Regions from separate parts of the Gossypium arboreum genome. Here region 1 is linked to region 2. A link is a contact called in public Hi-C data. All regions are on one chromosome and are shown on one strand. Each heading gives the region's core, a stretch centred on a gene start, on an enhancer-like site or on the middle of the called end of the contact. The rest is flanking DNA. Distances are from core to core; before and after follow the strand shown. Region 1 holds the start of LOC108485553 (ATP synthase gamma chain, chloroplastic). Region 2 holds the start of LOC108486235 (arogenate dehydratase/prephenate dehydratase 1, chloroplastic).

Region 1 (2,896 bases), core at 147-2,646, 220 kb before region 2:
TAAAAGCAATGATTTATCAGGAGCCATGCAACTTGTGGGTAGCATGTTCATCCATGGTTTAATTCCTGACTTGGTCACGTATGGTGCTTTAATTGATGGGTATTGCAAGGAAGGGAAACTAGGAAGTGCTGTTTGGGTCTACGAAAAGATGAAGGTGGAGAAAAAGCCCAACATAGTGATATATAACTCTATTCTTAATGGATTGTGCAAGGATATGTCAATGGATGCTGCAAGATGGATGATAGATTCATTAAAGAGTCTGGGTTTACCTGATGCTGTAACATATAATACTCTCATTAACGGTTATTGCAGCTGTGGTAATATGGACGAGGCATTTTCTCTGTTAATGGAGATGCGAAAGGTAGGGAGGTTTGTAAACACAGTAACTTACAATACATTGATAAACTTTCTTTGCAAGTGTGGGTGCATTCAACAAGCAAAAGAACTAACGAAGAGAATGGTTCTAGATGGCCTGATTCCTGATTTTATAACATACACGATGCTCATTACATGTTCTGCTAAGAATTGTAGCGCAGATGAAGTTATTGAATTGCATGACTCCATGGTGCTTAACGGAGTGGTTCCTTCCCGACAGACATATCAAGCTATTGTCAGACCCCTCCTTGGGGAAGAAAATGAGGAGACAAGAGTTTAGTTTTTATATTTTCTTACTCATGTTAGTTCAGTTGCCTTTGATTTTTTCCCCCTTCTTTCTTATTCATTGTCATTAGATGATGAACAACTGAGAACTTTTTCTTTATGTCAAATAAATATAGAGATTTCGCCTATGGTGTGGATTTTAGTGAATTATGCAGCTGTCGAACACGACAGGTTGCTAATTTATGCCATTGTATGTATTATTATGTGAAATTTTCTACTTGAAAAACAGTTTTAGGAAAAGATGATGTTATGATGATTGTTTCTGTTTTGTTTATGAGTAGGATATGGATTCAGGGGCCTGGAAGTTCTTGAATTAGCCTGTTCTTTCCTTTCTTATTACTTAGAGCTTTAAATCTCATAGGTTCAAAGGAGTAGACATTGACAGTAAAAAGCTCCTGCAACACTGATCTAGGAAGATGATGGAGCATTGCGGTTCTGATGCAAGATGTTTCGACCTGTTAAATTGGAAATGATCTTCTGCATAATTTTGACTAATGATGTATCGGTCCATGAATGTGTGGCCTTGAAATTTCATCATCTTTTTTGTTCCTTTATTTTCCCTCATTTCTTATTGTTACAGGGTATAGAACACCAGCAATATGTCTGAGGCAACGCATTTGTTTTCTGAAATGTAATCTTTTGATTATTTTGTATGGAAATATGATAGACATTCAAATCATAAAGCTCTTTTGATCTGTTCTCCAACCATTTTTACAGAAAATCAGTTTTTTTGCAACATAAAGTCTATGGCTTTTCTTATCAGGTACATAACCTTTTCCACACATATTTTCTGGAAATTAACACAAGTAAATATTGTAAGTATGGTTGAAAAGTATCAAAATTCATGGAGTAGCATATACCTTTCAGAATAGGGAACCTATCAAGTTAGGATCCAAGAAACAACCATTCAGAGGTTGCCACTTCAAAAAGGCCCCATCAAGATGTAATGGTGAAAAATCAATGGACACAAATTTCAAAATCCTTATCCCAAAACCTCATCCATTCCCTCCCTCTCACTTCCACACATTCTCTCTGATTTCCTCCATACCAGAAACAACTCTCCAACACACAAAAGGATAAGACTTGATAAAAATCAAAATACAAAAACAAGCCATTGTAGGAAAAAGCTCTTTCTCTTGCTCTCTTTAGAGTAAATTTCTCTTGCAATCCTTTGTAGAGATCCGGGATCCATTGTCACCATGTCTTGCTCAAATCTGACAATGTGGGTGTCCTCAAAACCCTCTCTTTCTGACACTTCTTCACTCTCTTTCCGTTCTTTCATCAGCCCTTTTCAGCTCCCGTCTCAGAGCTCAACCCCCGGTAACCCTTCCAGGTCCTCATCTGTAACCCCAGTTCACTGTGGTCTTCGTGAGCTTAGAGACCGTATTGATTCAGTAAAGAACACGCAGAAGATCACTGAAGCTATGAAACTTGTGGCTGCTGCTAAAGTTAGGAGAGCACAAGAAGCTGTTGTCAATGGCAGACCTTTCTCTGAGTCCCTGGTTGAAGTTCTTTACAACATCAATGAACAGCTCCAGACTGAAGACATAGATGCTCCTCTCACAAACGTCAGGCCTGTCAAAAAAGTTGCTTTGGTTGTTGTTACTGGTGATCGTGGTCTCTGTGGAGGTTTCAACAATGCTATCCTCAAGAAAGCTGAAGCTAGAATTGCAGAATTGAAGCAGCTTGGACTTGATTATACAATAATCAGTGTGGGGAAAAAGGGTAATTCATATTTCATCCGCAGGCCTTACATCCCAGTGGACAGATTCCTAGATGGTAGCTCACTCCCTACAGCTAAAGAAGCTCAGGCAATTGCTGATGATGTTTTTTCACTCTTTGTTAGTGAAGAAGTCGATAAAGTGGAGCTTTTGTACACCAAATTCGTATCCTTGGTTAAGTCTGATCCTGTGATTCATACTTTGCTTCCACTTTCACCAAAGGGTGAAATCTGTGATGTAAATGGTGTTTGTGTTGATGCTGCTGAGGATGAGTTCTTCAGATTGACAACCAGGGAAGGGAAACTGACGGTGGAGAGAGAAGTTATGAGGACTGAGACAGCTGATTTCTCTCCCATTTTGCAGTTTGAGCAGGACCCAGTTCAGATTCTTGATGCTTTGTTGCCTCTTTATCTCAACAGCCAGGTTCTGAGGGCTTTGCAGGAATCACTAGCCAGTGAGCTTGCAGCTAGGATGAGTGCCATGAGCAATGCTACTGATAATGCCCAGGAACTGAA
Region 2 (3,168 bases), core at 35-2,534:
GATAATCCTTTGTCATACGACATTCACAACTTGATTTTGTACTATATTATTGATTTTAATTAATAAATAAGGTAAATTAAAAAATTAAATAAAAGTATTATAAAAGTTCCTATATTAAGAATTAAATTGTATTTTATCAAAAAAATGAGTCAATTTAAAATAGATTTGATCATGGGCTAAGTCGATATCAAATTTTATACCCAAGCATGACTCAAAAAATGGACTTAAAATTTTGCTCAAACTTGACCCAGATAAAAAATACTAAACCCGAGCCCACCTAGCCTGCCCATATTGAAAATTTTATATTATTTTTATATAAAACAAATTTAAAAATAAAATAAATCAAATATACTAAAAACATTAAAATAAATATTTCCCAATAAATTAAAAATACATTAGAAAAAGTTTTTATACTTAAATAATACTAAGATAGTTATAACTTAGCAAGTAAATATTTTTAAAATAGTAGCAAAATTAAGAATAAAATAAGAGTTATATAATATCCAAATAATAACAACAAAATAGTAGAAATATAATAGCAAAATGGTAGCAAAACAACAACAAAATGACAACAAACAGCAACAAAAAAATTTTTTTAGGTAGGTTCGGGCTGGGTCAAGTCCAGGCAAAAAAATCTTACATTAAGCTCAACCCATTTAGAAAACGGGCATTATTTTTTGTCCAAGTCTATTTTTTGGATCTATATTTTTGTCTTTAACTCTCTCACTTTTTCAAGCGAGCTTTCAGTCCTAGGCGAATGACCCGATTTATGATCAAACCTAATTTAAATTAGTTCTTATAGTTAAATAAAAAAGCAAACTGATCATTTTTATTAAAAAACATACATTTTTACTATTAAAAACTGACTTGACTAATGAAATAACTAAATAATTATACATGATATGCCACATATACCTCATGTTGACATATATAAACTAATTTTAATAATAAAATAGATAGATATTTAAAAAAATGAACCAATTTGCTCTAATTTATTTACTTTTGAATAAAAGAATAAAACATAAATTGACTTATAATACAAAACTTTCTTCTTCTTTTTTACCAACAAATATTTTAAATAAAAATTGAAAGTTCCGGTACTATTTGACAATTCACTTAAGAAATACTAAAATTTATTAAAATAAAAAATATGAATTTGAGTACGTTGTAGTAAATAAAATAAAAATGAAAATAGGGAAGAAAAAAATACTAAGGGATAAGATTTCTTTAAAAAAAAATCTAAAATTGAGATATTTTATCTAAATAACTTTAGTAACGCCTGAACTGGATTTTGATAACGCTACAGAAAACATTTGGAAGAATATACTATCTAATATTTATTTTTTTCCCCAATACAATTTAATGTTATGGTTTAAGCCAGCTCAGCCATTTTTGTGAAATTTGGAAGGCTATTTCCAGGTTTCCAAAACCATTCCCTGATTATACCCTTCCTATACTCCTCTATTTAATATCATATATGGAGGGTTTGGTGGTGATATAGTTGTTCCCAGGACCCAGGTTTCACTCATGAAGATTGGATTCTCATTGGATTGCTTGGCTTCACCTTCGTTTTTTTTTCCTTTCCTTCTTTGACGTCAAACACCCTCTAATCTAAGGAAACGTGTAGCCAACTTTCCTTTCCCAACTACCCTTTTCTTTTTCTAGTCTACCCAAGTTCTTTGAATTACCAGTAGCATTTGTTTAATTTTTCAGTTGAAAAGAAGGGGAAAACAAAAAAAAAAAAAGTTTGGGCTTTTCTTTTTTGAGTAGTTTTGTGTTATGGGGTCCATTCATACTTAACCTGCATTCTCCTTTCAAGTTGTCTCTCACTCTGTTTCACCAACAACACCGCACCACCAAACTTGATTCTTTTTTTCACTCATTGAGAGGTTGAAGTTTTGGCCTTTTCTTGTTCTTTTGATAGAAAAATTGTAGGACATTGGCATTGTGTGTTATTTGGTTTTTGAGGTTTCTTGTATTTTTGGATGGCTTTGAAGTGTGTTCCGATCTTTTGTTCTCAAAAGCCTCAGTCTCTTCCTGAGATACCAGCTTTGGGGTATAGCCGAGGTAGGCTTGTGTTGGATTTGAGGCCTATTAGATTGGAATGCTGTGCTTTGGGTGCTTCAGCACAAAGTGCTATTTGTCTTGTTGAAGACGAGAAGCCTGGGGCCAAGACATCTCCCACTGGGAAGATTGATAAAGATGGGAACACAATCTCAAGGGGGTTTCACAAGGACTTGAATCTTCTTCCTAGTAAGCTAACTCGGTTGTAGTACTTTCAACTAATATTGGGTTTTATTTTTAGTTTTTTTTATAATCCTCTTCCTATAATTTTATTGAGTTGTTGTTGTATGAATTTTAGATGTGATGGAAGGTATGGTTTGTTCTATAAATTAGCATTAATGAAATTATAGATGGAAATAATGTTCATTATATTTTTAAGTATTGATGCAAATATTTTGATTTAGGTTGAAAAGAATCCTAAAATATGTTGAAGGGCAATGTAGATGGGTCCATTTGTTGTTCTAGTGTTTATAGCTAAATGAAAGGTTCTACTTTGAATGAGTTTGAATAAAGGACAGTTGGAACATTCATTAGGATAAATGATGTTTCATTTGATATGTAGAATTACATTTATGAGGCCAATTATATTCAATGTCAGTTGTTTGAATGTGCTTCAAGGTTATGTAGCTATGTAAAGATAGAAGATGGCTGCTATTGTCTCCTGCTTGGAACTGTTTTGGACTATTCGGTCCCATGGAACCGTTGGTTTAACAAGAAAGTAAATACAAAATGAGATTCCTAACTTGGCAGTTGAGATTTACTTTTTTGATGGCTTTTGATGCTTATGATCTTTAGTTATGTTAGTTTGAAGCCGGACATAAAAATTTTGTACTGAATCATGCATAGCTTACTTTTACAAACAACGTATTCTGCTAACATGTGTAGATATGAGTAGGAGGAATATTCTTTTTTGGAACTTTTGAGTATCATGCATAATGTCAAGCCAATGGGATGGGATGGTACTCTCACGTGGATGAACTTGAGTTGTTCAAGGTTTGAATGACTCCCAAATGTACTCACTCTGCATGTGTACGGATAAAGGAGTATAACCGTTACGTGATCTAGGACGGGATTAGTTCATACTTGTATACAATGAATATCTTT

The links. A called contact is a pair of places that touch in the nucleus more often than the background predicts.
Region 1: a Hi-C map of leaf shows a contact between it and region 2, with 7 times the contacts expected there. The contact joins the promoter of LOC108485553 here to the promoter of LOC108486235 in region 2. A contact is called at or near these places in 2 of 5 Hi-C or Micro-C datasets (both in leaf).

The regions. Positions count from the first base shown.
Region 1 is chr6:13,542,262-13,545,157 of ASM2569848v2, reverse strand. LOC108485553 (ATP synthase gamma chain, chloroplastic) reads left to right here and starts at 1,396. Exons shown (of 1, transcript XM_053029574.1): 1 at 1,396-2,896. The coding sequence starts at 1,860. It overlaps LOC108485552 (pentatricopeptide repeat-containing protein At1g11710, mitochondrial), which reads left to right. Exons shown (of 1, transcript XM_053029573.1): 1 at 1-900. The coding sequence ends at 655.
Region 2 is chr6:13,325,388-13,328,555 of ASM2569848v2, reverse strand. It overlaps LOC108486235 (arogenate dehydratase/prephenate dehydratase 1, chloroplastic), which reads left to right and starts at 1,284. Exons shown (of 11, transcript XM_017790171.2): 1 at 1,284-2,253. The coding sequence starts at 1,986.